Regions from separate parts of the Mus musculus genome. Here region 2 is linked to region 1. Evidence: chromatin contacts called from public Hi-C data. All regions are on one chromosome and are shown on one strand. The core of a region is the stretch at or near the end of the contact, and the rest is flanking DNA. Distances in the headings are between cores, read along the strand shown. Region 1 overlaps Rgl1 (ral guanine nucleotide dissociation stimulator,-like 1). Region 2 has its middle 32 kb from the start of Apobec4.

Region 1 (7,815 bases), core at 3,688-6,187:
TGATTGCAGAACTAGAGGGTGGGTTTTAGGTCTTGTCCTATCACTTACCATTGAAGCCTAGAAGGAGTCTTTTATTCCTCCCCGTCTGCAGGACGCCTATTTGTAAAATGCTTGCTTTAAAGTGTGAAGTCATATTCTGGAAAGCCCTATTAGAATAGTAGCCATGCTCCTCCTCATCACTGCCCCTGCCATTGTCCCAGAGTCCATGGTGTGAGCCTTCAGGGAGAGAGGAGTGGAGATGGGGTGGAGGAAGAGGAAAAAAGAGATCTCATGAAAGATGAAATAGGAGAGCAAAGTGCTGTGGACCTGTGGGCAGGAACAGATCACTGGCCAGGAAGTGGTGGGGCATGGGGAAGATTGACAGCTACTACCAAGTAGGCTGGGCTGTGAAGGGAGATTTCACTAGAAGAGCTGGAGAACATTCCAGACAGAGTAAGATAAGAACATGAGTGAAGGCCTGGGGTCCTGACAGTCTGGGTGTTTGGAGGCCAGTGATGCCTTTGGGGTGGGTGAGGCCCAGGATGCAGCTTTCAAAACATTGGCTGACATACAAAGAAAGGCACACTGATTCTAGTGTTGTGAGTACTGGCCCAGTGGCTTCCGACCTTTCCTCTTCCTCTGGTGGTTGTCAGATTAGTCTGTAGGCCATATGTGGCCTGCCCTCTGTTTTCACATTTTTAAGTGGCAGAAGGAAAAAAAAAATAAAAGAATGTGGCATGAAAAGTAGTCGTTTGAAATTCAAATTTCAGGATTCATAAATAACGCTTTAATGGAATGTAGCCTGCTCATTTGCATCTTTGGTTGCTCTGGTGCATTAAAGATAGACCATATGGCCCACAGCCTAAAATACTTACTCTCTGGTCTGATTCAGAGAAAGTTTGCTGATCCCTGAGGTAGACCTGAGCTTTTCTCTGAAGAGTGGAATGAACAGCAAATAAGTATTTGTGAGAGTTGGGGCTTTGAGGGGCAGTAGAGTCCCAACAGGTCGGCCTGGCTGCTCCCTAGCTTTGAAGTGCAGGAATGATGGGCGTCATGGCCCTTCTTCCAATTCACCCTGGACCTGTGCTAGCTACAGACCCAGGCTTTCCCAAGAAACACTCCAAAGCAGAAACTCCCCTTGTGCATGTATCTGTTAGCATTTGCCTGGCACATCAATATGTGAAGCAGAAGCATTTATAGTTGAGGCAGCTTTTGGCCATTAAAGATAATGTCGGTAGTTACATTTATATATTTTTATAACTAATATAATTCATATGTCTATTCACCAAAGGTTAGATATTTTACAAAAATACCCTCTTTCATTTTTCTAACATGTTAGAAAACAACATAATGTGTACCTAGACACAGTCACAGTCACAGGAGGAAGCAGAAAGGAAGGGCAGGGTGATTCACAGAGGGAGGGTGATCCTTCCCCACCCTCCCCTCCCCCCACCCCCAGCCTTGGGGTTAGATGAGGATGATCAAGGGCAGGCTGCTGTCAGCTTCAGCTCTTGCCAGTGCCACACGTCCTGGAGTTGAAGCCTGCAGAACTGGACAGGCTCTATCCATCTGTCTCTGAAAGGGGTAGGGGAGGAGGAAGAGGCGTGCAGTGGAAAGTTATCAGCCGTGGCCGTCAGCAAGCTCCCGCCGAGGCTCGTGCCACGACACCACAGTCCACAGCTTTCCTTTGGCTGTGCAGAACCTTCCTCTGAATCCGGCATTCCACTAAATCACATGGGTTGGGAATCTGATCTTCTGTACTTAAAGATTGACCTCAAACCTCCCCTGTCTTTCTCAGCTACGCCCTCTCGTGTGAGATTGAAGCCGCTGCCGACGCCAACACCACTTCCCCTAAGCCTCGGAAAAGCATGGTGAAGAGGCTGAGCCTGTGAGTCCCCTGTCAGGGGTCCTGTCAGAGAGGGGAGAGGACCGTGCATTCAGTAGCTCTGAATGCTCACTTGAAGGGTGCATTTTCTGTCCTGAACACAAACAACTCATTAGATCCATCCGTTCCTGTCCTGGACACGCCAGCAACGGTTCTGCAGTCATCTTACATAGCCTAGTGATCCTTTGAACAGTAGATTATGTCACTTTTTAAAACTCCCAATGGTTTTATTTTGAAATAAAGTCTCAACTCTAGGTCCTAGTTTACAAGGCCTTATGGGGTCTACTCCCAACCTTCCCTCGCTTACAACAGTTCACCAAGATTCACCACACCAGCCTTCTAGCCAACCTTAAACACAGCAGGCTGTTGCCTGCTCAGGGCCTTCACACTAGCCCTTCCTGTGGCTAGCAGTGGTCTTTTTTCCTAGCCAGCTTCAGATGTTAGCATGAATGTTTTCTCCTAAGAGATCTTCCCGACGGTGAGGTCTCCTCTGGTTATTCTCATTCCTATCGGATGCTTCTCACAGTCTAGAGGAAGCAGTGTTATAATAGAAGCATTCACTGCTCATCATGTGTAGCAGACGAGGAGGCCTTCTGTGGTCAACTTTGAAAGACCTCACTCCATTTGGATAACATCCAGAGGCCTTAGACCATCTATAGGACCCCACTGCCCGGAAGCATTAGTACCACCCTGTCGGCCTGGCTCCACCTCTCTGTCCCCTCTTTCTGGTTCACTCCACACTTTGTACTTCAGCTACCTCAAGACCTCCCCACACACCAGGCAGTCGTTTTTAGTTGCTTTTGTTCTACTAACTTTTCTCCCAAAGAGCCACCTGGCTCACTTTCTCACTTCCTTTGGGTGTTTGTAGAAATGTCATCTTGACAAGCGTGTTGGACACTGTAGCCCTTCATCATATCTGTCCTTGACACCCTCCCTTGATTGTCTTCTGTCTTAATTTTTTTTCCATCGCATTATCTTCTTCCGCCATACTGTATACTGTATGCGTCTGTATTGAACTTAAAGTCCATGTAGAGAAGCCTCGGTTGTATTTGTCGCTCAGTTCACAGGGTCTAAATGCTGCCCCCACCCCCAGTAAGTGATTAGTGAGTATGTTTAGAATAGATAAATTGAGCTGAGAGCTAGGACTGTTATAAGAACAATGCATATGTTTATAAAATCTACAACATGATCTAGGAACCAGTTTCTATAATTAGCTCCAATCACAGAGCCCAGGAAACCAAAGTATGGAGAAGGTGGTTCAAGCGCTTCTAATAGAGGACCAGAAAGCATATTCAGATTCAGCTCAGAGTTAAGCTTACAGAAGTTTTACTGTACAGTAAAATTACATTCTGAAGGAAGAGAGAGATGGAAGGTCTAAGGGAGAGGAGAGAGAACCACAGGAGAGGAAAAGGGGACTAGAAAAGGTACTCATAAGCCGGGCATGGTGGCGCATGCCTTTAATCCCAGCACTCGGGAGGCAGAGGCAGAGGCAGGCGGATTTCTGAGTTCGAGGCCAGCCTGGTCTACAGAGTGAGTTCCAGGACAGCCAGGGCTATACAGAGAAACCCTGTCTCGGGGGAAAAAAAAAAAGGCAATCATGTGATGCAGGCTTTGATTGTATCTGTGTCTGTAGCAGCAGCTTGAGAGGACCTACTCTGCTCCATAAAGCTGACCATTAGAATGTGAGGGACCAAAGACGGCAGGCGTTACTTCTAGGACGCTGCGCTCTCACACAGATCCCGGCACTTACACACCTGAGATTGATCTGGGTGATGTTCCCTGCACTTGCTAGGGGCAAACAGGGCAGTCTTTAGGGACCATTGGCCAGTTCTCCATGGTCAAGTAATTTCCCCCGGCACTTGCCAAGCCCACCCGCAGACTTCTCGGTTGTCGTGAGAGTTTGTGATGTGAGAGTTTGTGATGTGAGAGTGCAGTGCCTCCTGGATCCGTGAGCTGTTATGGCTCAGCAGTTCTGGAATCTTCTCAGGCACTGCATCTGTCTGGTCCCTTTGCCAGGCTCAGTGTCTCCTGGCTCTGCTCTTACATGTGCACAGGGCTTTCTGTGTTTTCATTATACCCCTAACCTCTGTTCCCATAGCTTCATGTCCATCAGGACCATCATGCATAGACACATTATTTCTTCTGTATTAATTCAGGCCAGGCCAGGCAGACGTCCCTGTTGTCTCCTGTGTCTGTGGGAAGATACTTTTCTAACCTGTCTCCTTACTGCGGGTAAAGCCCTTTGAGTGCCTGGCTTTATATAGATTAGGTTCTCTCAACCTTACTTTAGTAAGCAGAACCGTCATTTCACAGTGCTGTGTATGTGTTAACTTCATACACATGAATCAGTTCATACTGAAAGCATATATGGAAATATCAATGGAACCCCATTATTACGTATAATTAAATTGTGCTAGTGGTTTTTTTTTTTTTTTAACAATGACTGTTTTGCCAACATTCATTCCTTCTGTTTCCCAACCAGAGCATCTGCAGAAATAGCTCATCAACTTCCGACTTTCAGTTCCCTTTTCTGTAAGGCCTGGCCCACAGGGATTTCCCTTACATATACCAGCTCAGCTCAAAGGGGGTTATAATACTTCCTACCTAGTTATTTTATGGAGAAGGGTTTGGGTTATGTTAGTTTGCCAGATGGCTCAAAGCAGAAGTGTTCTTCCTTGGCTTCTTATTCGGAACACACCCACCTTTTCCAGCTTCACAAAGTTTAAAGTTCATTTTAGGCTAAGAATCAATAAGGGGTGGGGTGCTGTCCATGTAAAAGATGGAGGACCAATGACTTAGACTCTGACCGCATTAGTTAAACAGCCTATGTGTTATTTGAAGCTGGACATAATCAACTGGGACGTATAATTAAATTGACTATCTAGTCAATACTGTTTGTTAGAATATTATAGTATTTTCTAAAGCAATATTTACAATAGAGCATACATGATTGAAAAACATTAAGGGGTTTAATCAGCACACATTATTCAGTCAGTCATGGGTTCTAGGTTTGTAACAGCTCAGATGTGTGGCATTCTGTCTCCTGCAGGCTATTTCTGGGGTCTGACATCATCCCCGGGAGCACTCCCACCAAAGAGCAGCCCAAGTCCGCAGCCAGTGGGAGCTCTGGGGAGAGTATGGACTCAGTCAGTGTGTCGTCCTGTGAATCAAACCACTCCGAGGCTGAGGAGGGCCCCGTCACACCCATGGACACACCAGATGAGCCCCAAAAGAAGGTACACACTAAGCTTTCCCATAATTCTCCTGTTGCAGCTCCCAGCGTGCTGCTTGCCACGTGAAGAGTGTCTGTGTCCAAGTTTTTCAGTACATCAGAAACAGAGTTCCTTCTGGGAGCACATTCCTCAGAGAAAAAGGATACAAAGTACTAAGGAGGTTGCGCTTTCATTTGTCCCTGCAAACATTTCTATGCCCATATCTAAGTGCACTGAAGGATTGTGGCCCATAAAATAAATATACTCTATTCAAGAGATGCAGGATCGCCTGAGTAGGAACAAAACCCGAGAAATGGATGCATGCCAGCCTTTTGGTGCCATGCGCTCTTACCCACACCTGTCCCATGGCAGGTCACACAGGAAAGTACTCTAAAACTCAGTGACGTAGAACAACCTCCATGTTTCTTGGGGACTGGCTACTTTGGGCCCTACACCACAGTTTTAACCCAAGCCTGTTTCCGTTATCTGTCATTTATTTTTCTGGAGTAATTGACTTTCCAAAACATCCTCTTAGCATGCTGAAACATATGAAGAAGAGGGGAAGAAGCCCAGCCCTGTAAGATACACACAGGGAGAGCCCTTTCTTGGCCATACCTATCAACATTCCATTGCTTAAAGCAGTCATGTGGTCCAATCCAACATAAATAACTGAATCAGGGAGATACGATCTAGCTTCAATGGGAGGAACCATGAAACAATTCACAGGGCAGAGGGCGCAGTTTGCAGCAGGGTGAGGATTTGATAATGGTGATACAGTGAACCACAGCGGAAATAGCAAGCTGTACGCACGGATACTGGAATCCTCATCCAGTCCCTTTCTCATGGCTGCACAAATAAGTAAGAGAAAATATCTCCTTCAGTCCCCTTACTGGTCAAGGAGCTTGGCTCAGAGATCAGCTCTGCCATGACAGCAATCCACAGCATCTTGGGGAGAGTTTTGGCCACCTTGTTCTGTCATTTCTTCTGGCCTCTTGGTTTGGGTTCACACCAGTGAGAGAGAGTACAGGTGACAGGCTCTGTCTTCTGCCTTGTAGGGGGCACTGGTGTTGCTTTGCATGATGTCCTTAGCAGTCACACCAGTCTGAGACCCTTCAAGTGTCCCCAAATCATAATTATATGCCCCAGTACAGGGGAACGCCAGGGCCAAGAAGTGGGAGTGGGTGGGTAGGGGAGCAGGGGGGTGGGGTTTAGGGGACTTTCGGGATAGCATTTGAAATGTAAATGAAGAAAATAGCTAATAAAAAAAAGAGAAAAAAGAAAGGTATTTTAGGACTCAGCAGCTAGAGGTGACCCAACCACTCTCAAATTCCTCAGACAGCTAACATCTGACTATTGTCTCAAAAGTCATGTGTCCTAAACCCAGTATGTTGTCATTCCCCATGCCTTGGCATCAGCTGGATCCAGAGGAGATAGCTCAGTGACAACGCACTTGCCACGCAAATATAAGTCCCTGAGTTGAGATTCCTCCAAAGTACAAAAAGCCAGGCGTGTATGTCCACCTGGAGTCCCAGAGCCACTGCCGTAAGGGGAGGCAGAGACAGGCGCTCCCCGCAAGGCTCCTTCTCCCTTCTTCCTTCTTCCACGCCTCTCTCTTGCTCGCCCTCGTGAGGTTGTTCTCTTTAGAAGTAAAGTGTAATATGCATTCCTCCTTCTTCGTGCGCCTGATCATCACTTATAAACAGTTACCTTTATGCTTGTTCCACACCACTTATATCCTTGTGAGGATAGTCTCTATAACTCGTGTGAGCTCACCATCCTAACGCATTACCCCCTCAACTATAAGTGTTATTAGCATCACGGAAAGCCCAAGGGAAATAGGACGGTGAAAGTGAAAACATTCAAGCAGCATTTGGAGAACTGACCTTCCTGGCTAATAGACTTGCAGGCAAGATAACGCTGTTAAAATTATCCACCCTGAGTAAGTGCTCAAGCTGAGTCACATGGGCACAGAAGGAGAATTCCAAACAGCAGCAGCACATGGCTAACCGATATCATGGCAGTCCTACTGTAGACACTACATATTAGAGTTGGCATTGCGGTTTGCTGGCCATAATAGAACACCCCTGCTGTGGAATTGTCCTTAACATAGGATGCCATCGGACGAAGCAGCCCTGAAAAACTACAGATAACATAGGCCCTATTTTTTTAGAAGCCACATTATCAGAAAGCTAAATTCCTTGATCTGTATCTGTGGAATGGTAGATTATATAGAAATTAATAATGAGTTTTATAGGATTATTATAATATAATCCAGTTTAACTCATTCCGAATATCACACACACACACACTTTTCTGTAACAATTGATATTTAAATGGTTCAGCTTAATGGTTTTATGTCAGGAATACATCCCGGTGAGTTTAAAGCATCTCTTTGTCTGGTGATTAATATCAGTTGAATTTTAAATATTCAGTCACTTAGAGAAGCACATTACTGCAGCCGTACATCTCTCAAATGGCCTCGATGTAGATTGTGAAAGTGTATCTTGCTGGTCTTACCAGTGATTGTTAAAGAGATACTCAAAGGCTGCGTTGTCCAGGCAAGTGATCTGTTTTGCTGAGTCGTGCTCTCAGCATTGTTATGATGCTGTTTTTAGGGTGCCCCTCCCTCCCCCTGCCCTGCAAGGCAGCTGTGACCCAAGTGAGAAAGATAAATGAAAACTCATTAACAGTCTCACAGCACTAAAGGTTTCAAGGCTGTAGCACAAGTCAGCTAACTCA
Region 2 (7,149 bases), core at 116-2,615, 190 kb before region 1:
AAAAAAAAAAATTTCTTCTGGCAGTTAACAAACTTTAATTGATTTAACTGGAAACATTAATTAGTATTAAATCCATAATGGGTAAGTGTACGGAATCTTTACATATACATCTGAGTTATACTTTAAGACCTTAACAATTTCAAACTATTAAACCAACTTCTGTTTTACTTTTTTTCCTACTAACACGCACTAGTTTGGATTTAGCATGAAGCATCTACAAAACTAGTCTTTTGAATTTGTTTTTCTTTTCTGTGTCTGAGTGTTTGCCTGAATCTGAGTGTGTACACTATGTATGTATATGCCTAGTGCTCAAGAAGGCCAGAGGAGGGCACTGGACCCCCAAAACTGTACTTACAGATGGCCGTGAGTTGCCATGTGGCTGCTGGGAACCAAACTCTGGTCCTCTCCACGAGTAGCAAGCACCTCTTAACTGCGTAGTGTTCTCTCCAGTCTTGCTTTTAATGATTCTCAGCCTCGCACTGGAGCTTCTAACAGTTGCCATGGAGATCTTGTTTTCAGGAGCCACAGCTCTTTATTGCATTAGCCCTCTGTGCAGTTTTCCTTTCCAATTATAAAAGCTATATACTTTATGTTCACGGTTGGTTAGTAACTTTCCCTCAGCCTGAAGCGGGCTGAGCCAGACCTATTACCTAGGGTGGAGCCTTCCTCCCTAGATCACTCTATTGTTCAGCCAGTGTTGCTGTTCCTCTTCAAGATACTGCTATCTGCTGGGAGGCCACCTAGCTACTCCTGAGACCACACCCTATCCTGCACGTCATCACCTGCAGCTAGTTCCAGGCTCCAAGAATGAATTGGGGGGAATGGACCTCCGCCCTCCTTTATAAGCACATTCGCCATTAAACATTTGAGCCTTGATCAGAACATTGTCTTGGCTCCATTTCTCTCTCGTCCGCCTAGTTTCCCTCTCTTTCAGCCCCGGTTTGCCTCCCAGGTGAAATCCAGTTCATGTGAGCTGCGGGCCAGTTCGAAACAGGGGTTCAGGTAGCACTTGTCATCTGGAAACTCGGCCACTAGAACCAGTTACTTTAAACAAGCGTCTATATAGTTTTTAGGTGTTACATTTGTTAGTGAACAAGGGCCCAGGAATAAGCACACCTCATTTTCATTTCTCTCTGTGGTACTTTCTTTCGGGGAATTTTCTGGTTCTTTGCTTTGTGTGCTAAAATAACCAGTAGCCCCATTATCATGGCCAGGAAATTTGGGTTTTCTTTTCTGGTTTTCCTGTTTCTTTCTTCCTGTGGTGTTCGGTTTCCTATGTGTCTGCTAGCCACACCCATTCATGCAGCACTGTGCAGATTTCCCAACACATTCAGATGTACATTGTCCCTACCTAGAAACCCTGTCGGCTAGGGCGATTAAGCCATGAACCTGCTTGATAACACAGGTCCCTGGGTGACTTCATCTGGTGTATGACTATAAACACCATCTGTAGCTGATGGCTCTGTAGCCTGGCTTCCCTGAGCTTAGAGGTGTCTATTCAACTGTCTGCTTTCTGGGTTAACGTTGTTACCCTGGTGGCATCTCAAACATGACCTAATGAGAAAGACATCTTTGATGCCATGGTCTTTACCACGTTTCTTCCAAAGACTTAGTTAAAGGCATCACAGACTGCCTGTTTGCTCAGTTTGAACAGTCTTCAACTTCTCCCTTCCTCAGGTTCAGCATCAGCTGACCAGCCAGGGCTATCATAATACTTCCCCCAACTTTCTTTTCTCACTTAGGCTAATAGAATCACTTCTCAATTGGTGTTTGTTTTTCTTGCCTACATTTGTCCTGACTACATTCCTGTTACACACCATCTTGCTACCTTGTTTTAAAAATTATACTTAATATCTGATATTATTCATGCATTGATTTGTCTGGATTTCCTCTGCAAGGCAGAACTCCACAGTAAGCTCTATAAGGCATATAGATGCCCTAGAGCTCTATAAATGACTTTATTTCACAGTCATTGAAGCTCCTGGCCATAGTAGATTTTATGTGAATGCAGGAAGGAAGGAAGGGAGTGAAGAGGGAGGGATAAAGGAATGAATCTAGTTCTTTTTTTGTGTTTGTGCGTTTTGTGTTTTGAGGCAGGGTCTCTGCAGCCCAGGTTGGCCTCAGATTCCATGATCCTACCTCAGCCTCCGGGTGTTAGGATTACACGCATGGGCTACCACCTGGTTACTGACACTCTCAGTAGTTGAGGATTCAGGGAGAAAATAATACCCCTTTAATGCTTTTTTTTTGGATACCAGTTGTATAATGTTTATTATCATTGTTATTTTTTTCAGAAAGGGTTTCTCTACATAGCCCTGGCTGTCCTGGAACTCACTATGTAGACCAGGCTGGCCTCGAACTCACAGAGATGCACGTGCTTGCCTCTGCCTCCAGAGTGCTGGGAGTGCGTTTGCGGTGACCCTAAGCCACCCGCCAGAAGGTGATTATTTAGGAATGTGCGCTTCAGAGTGATTTGGGGACAAAAATCTTCAGAACATAGAGCCCTTTAGAACTCTTGTATCTTGTAGCCTGAGATGGTTCGGGGAGCTTTTCTGCAGAAAATCCTCATCCTTTGCCTTGAGTTCTTCTTCCATCAGAGGTCAACTTCAGCAGAGAGGAAATTGATACTGGACTTGACTAACAACTGGTAAAACTAGAAACTTAAAAGACATGTGCAATGATCCTGAAATTATATATATATTTTAAATGACTATTAAGAAGCAGGAAGCAAAATAAGGGACCAGCAGAGAGAAGGACTCGTCGGTCATTCTGTACCTGGACTGACGAGAAGTTTCCTTTTTGTATCAGTGAGAGCTGGGCTTCAGTAGCAGTTCTGTCCTGAGTGTGTTACCTCTGGAAGGTAGACATCTCGGGGCGTGGGCAGGGGTGGGGTGGGAAAGAATTCTTGTAAGTAGAATGTTCAGTGTCAGTGTAGTGTGCTATCCTGATGGATGCCAGCACCCTGGCTTGGGGACTAGGGTCAAATTCTCTTACTGTTTTCCACTCTGAGGTCCCAGAACTCCAGTGGCTGCAAAAAGGCCCAGCTCTCAACCTGGGGATTTAAAAAACAAGTCTAAGTAATTTTAGATCATTTCTCTGGGAATTTTTTCCTTCTTGTTCTGTTGCTTGTTTATGTGCAGCTGAGGATAATAATATATAAATGTAATAGAAAAATAACAGCTCCGTTTTTGTGGAACCTTCAATGAGGCGTTCGGCTTTTAGCGTAGTGTAGTTTGCAGGTGTGCCCCTCCCCTGCCCCCACCACTTAGGATGCAGAGAAGAGCCCGTGTTTAGAAGCACTGAAGACTCAGACCTTGAGAAGCTAGGAAGTGCCAAGAGGAGCTCTTCCGAAGCTGCTTGTTCTCAACAATTGCTTGAAGTTCTCGTCAAAGGTGAACCTCGGATGCACACTGGTGCCGCCAGTGTTCCATAAAGGGCACCCACTGGACAGGGCTGTTAGCCTTCCCTCTTAAAACACAAGATAGAAATGCACCTGAGGGATATATTAGTGCCCATACTCCAGTCAGTTCCCTTCCAGCTAGGAGATTGCATATTTTCTTCAGGATCTGGAGAAAATGAAATTTTTAAAAATTGCACACAGATTGTTTGCTTTAGGGATATTGGAGGTGCAGTCACCTAGATCTTACAGCCCGTCATTAACGCCCCTGTAAGCTGCTCTATGGGGTTTGGAGTGCAGAGTTTGTACAGGCAGCAGGCTGACTGAGTGGAAACATTGAGTCAATAGCTTTCAAACATTCCTTCCTTGATTTTTATTCTTTAAAGGCAAAATACATAATTACATAAAAATTCATCTCTACAAATAAAGTAGCCCATAAAAATGAGGGTTGAGTCAGTTACAAACACTTCTTTCTGCAAATTATAGATTTGGATTGAACTTCCAAATCCCAAATAGATGTTAAAATTAAGTTGCTGTTGCTTAGCTCAAGTCAATACTCCTTAAGGTCAGGGGAGTGGCCTTACTCAGTCTGCTTTGTTTTGTTGAGACAGTCTCTCTGCTGCAGCCCAGGCTAGTCTCAGCTCCCTAGTCGTCCTGCCCCAGGCTCCCATGGGTGGGGAGTCCAGTTGTACACTTCCTCCCACACTGGGTGAGTAGGCCTTACTGAAGTGGAGGCTCGTGCACGTGTGGGGCTGGTGGGGGAACTGAGGAGAGGATGAGGGGCTGTGCTATTTCCATATCTTTCCGCTTGCTCCTCTCTTCCTGGGGTGTTTTCATCTTGAGTCCTCCGGTAAGCTCGTACTAATTTTCTCAGCACCCACTTCAAACATTCTGTTTTCTCATATGACTTCCTAACATCCCCAGCTGCACAGTTGTCCCTGTTTCTTTCCTTCCTTCCTTCCTTCCTTCCTTCCTTCCTTCCTTCCTTCCTTCCTTCTGCTGCTGTTATTGTTAAATTTGGTATGTGTAAATAATTGGCTCACATACTCTGTGTGCCTCTCCCCTCTCTCTGATAAGCTTGTTTAATGAACTGATAAAAGAGGAAGGATGGTTTTTAGTCACTGCTCACCATCTTCTAACACAGATGCTTCTTGCAGAGATGCCCTTCCTGGCCCTGTCCTCTCCTGTCCCCTCCTGCCCCCTCCTGTCCCCTCCTGGCCCCTCCTGTCCCCTCCTGTCCCCTGGGCTGGAATGGGCGTGGAGAGCCAGCACCCCGAGCAGGCACAGGGATGGCCGGGCTGATTATTCAACAAATACATGTTTTGTGTTTCAAGCATTGTGCCAAGTTCTGTGGGGGAGACTTCAGAGTGTGAAGTATAGTGTGTCAGTTTGAGGGGCTCACTAGTTAGGTGTAAAGGCCTGTTACTTGTATGAATCATTTAAAGGGAAATGACTGCTAAATTACAAGACTTGACACTGTGTGTACAATACAGAAGCCAGAAAGGCTGGAAAGGCCTGTTTAGTTAAAAGAGTTGGGACAAGCTTCTTAGGAGACCCACAAGTTAATTTGAGCTCAGTAGTGTTGACTGAAGGAGGTGGCAAGCTAGGTAGTAATTGAATGGTTGGCTGTGTGGGAATTGGTTTGTAGAAGAGCATATACTCTTCGGGGGACCAGAGTTCTTTTGTACACTGTGTTCAGCTTTTAGAGATACCTGGAACCTCTGCATTATTAACAGAGTGCTTCATCTACCCACGTGGGGGCAGCTCTCAAGGACAAGGGAGAAGGCTTAGCTTTGAAAGACACAGCTGTAAATTTTGAAGTCGTATCATGACTTGGAACTTCAGTCCCAAACAGGTAGCAGTGATAGTCATTTGCCCTTTGCTGGGGTCTGAAAGAAACAGAAGGAAGAATTCAGACAGGTGAAGGATTCCAAAGAGAGGGAGGAAAACAATGACGTACCTGTGTACTTATGAATGGTCTTGCTGAGGACCGGTCACCTTAGCAATGAGGGTACAGTTTGGGGACAAACACCGACCGCCTATGGAGAGAAATGAAATACTGAATTTAAACTGCTGCCCAAATGAAAATAAACTGTTCAATTAAAAGTGGAAAATTCTGCAGACTGGGTTGAGATTCTTAATAGTCACTTTGTTTTAACCACTTAACTTTTTGCAAATTATTCTATGTAGCCTTCTGAGTTAGGAGAGTTGTCTCATTTAAAAATCTGTGTTCCATCAAAAGATAAATAAAATGAATTAAATTTGATAATTTGCTGTGTGTGTGTGTATGTGTGTATTCATGAGTGTTTGTGTGTGGTATGTGTAAGCATTCTGTCTAAACTCCACCCCACAGTTACCTGGCAATAGCCAGGTAGGCCTGGCCCACTATAAAAGGGGCTGCTTACCCCCTCCTCTCTCTTTTGCCTCTTGCTCTTTTGTTCCCTCTTGGTCCTCCTCTCTCCCCATTCCCTTCTCCTCTCTCTCTATGTGGTCATGGCCAGCCTCTACTTCCCTCCCCTCCCCTCCCCTCTTCTCCCCTCCCCTCTTCTCCCCTCCCCTCCCCTCCTCTATCCTCTCTGCCTTTCTCTGCCTCTACTACCCTTTTAACTCCCCTCCCCATGCCCTGAATAAATTCTATTCTATACTTTACAGTCATGAGGCTGGTCCCTCACGGGGAAAGGATGCCTTGGCATGGGCCCACTGAGCCCCCTGCCCCATACCTCACCACACCCCAATAGAACATATTCTTATATCTCTTTATCTTTTTATAAAGACATCAGTATGTATGTGTATGTGTGAATGTTTGTATGTGTGTGATATGCATGTTTGTGTGTGTATGTGTGTGGTATGTATGTGTAGGCATGAGTGTGTGTATGTATGTGTGTATATATGTGTGTATATATGTGTGTACAAATGTGTGTGCATGCATGTGTGTGCCTCTGTGTATGTGTGTGGGGTGTTTGTGTGTGGTGTGTGTATAAAAGTAAAGAATGCATAACTAATGTTAATTTAGGGATGTTTAGAAATATTGAATATAGTCAATACTAAGAAAAGTTTGTAAGTTTTTAGATATATAATTTCATGAAAGACAGTTCAACTCCAAAAAGATCCAATTAGATCATTATATATTGTGTACTTGTACTGAAATAGCATGTTGTAGCCTGTAATTTGTATTATTGTGTCAATTAAAAATAAAATAAAATTTAGAAAAAAGATTAAGCATCCAGAGCCACATCAGTGAATGTTTAAAATCCAGACTTACTGGTCCTTTGTATCTTGTATGAATATAATATATAAGTATTTGTTCCTGTAGTGGTATGATTTCATTTATCAAATTTTATAGCTTTATACATGTGTAAAATGTTAGAATAGTAATGTATCTTAATATGATAAAATTATTAGTTATATGTAATACCCTTATTAATTTGTGGTGATTTCAAGTTAAAATATAATTACATTATTTACCCCCATCGTCCCTCCCCCACTCCTTATCAAATTTATAGTCTCTTTAATTACTTTATTGCTGCATATAGACACACACACACACACACACACACACACTCAATGTATAAATACATAAATACAACCTGATGAGTCTGTTTAGTGTTGTGTGATTTCAGAGCTGGCCATTTGATTTTGGATAACCAATTAGGGGTCCAACCCTGGCAAAGACTGATTTTCTCTCTGCCAGCAATCATTGTAGCTCTTGTCTAGGGTTGGGGCCCTGTGGGACTTTTCTCTCCTGAGTTAGC

Evidence for each region. Hi-C and Micro-C count contacts between places; a contact is called where the count stands out from the background.
Region 2: a Hi-C map of bone marrow-derived macrophages shows a contact between it and region 1, with 41 read pairs. The contact joins two enhancer-like sites. A contact is called at or near these places in 3 of 15 datasets of contacts at CTCF or cohesin (the NIH/3T3 cell line, large pre-B cells and pro-B cells), 13 of 484 Hi-C or Micro-C datasets (B cells, the Ba/F3 cell line, the CH12 cell line and 7 more), 13 of 115 datasets of contacts at active chromatin or transcription factors (the 230-238 cell line, the HPC-7 cell line, double positive thymocytes and 5 more) and 1 of 9 other capture datasets (embryonic tail).

The regions. Positions count from the first base shown.
Region 1 is chr1:152,525,558-152,533,372 of GRCm38.p6, reverse strand. It overlaps Rgl1 (ral guanine nucleotide dissociation stimulator,-like 1), which reads left to right. Exons shown (of 18, transcript NM_016846.4): 14 at 1,778-1,867; 15 at 4,914-5,100. Among named protein-coding and RNA genes, the nearest start is that of Gm51749, 11 kb to the left of the region's middle. Within about 2 kb of position 4,937, at least 51 of the 459 cell types and tissues checked have an H3K27ac peak or open chromatin away from gene starts, as enhancers often do. A contact at or near this core is called in the 230-238 cell line, bone marrow-derived macrophages, extraembryonic endoderm stem cells and 1 more, where this site is marked.
Region 2 is chr1:152,715,322-152,722,470 of GRCm38.p6, reverse strand. It overlaps a transcript of Rgl1 not described here. Among named protein-coding and RNA genes, the nearest start is that of Apobec4, 32 kb to the left of the region's middle. Within about 2 kb of position 1,365, at least 23 of the 459 cell types and tissues checked have an H3K27ac peak or open chromatin away from gene starts, as enhancers often do. A contact at or near this core is called in the 230-238 cell line, bone marrow-derived macrophages, extraembryonic endoderm stem cells and 1 more, where this site is marked.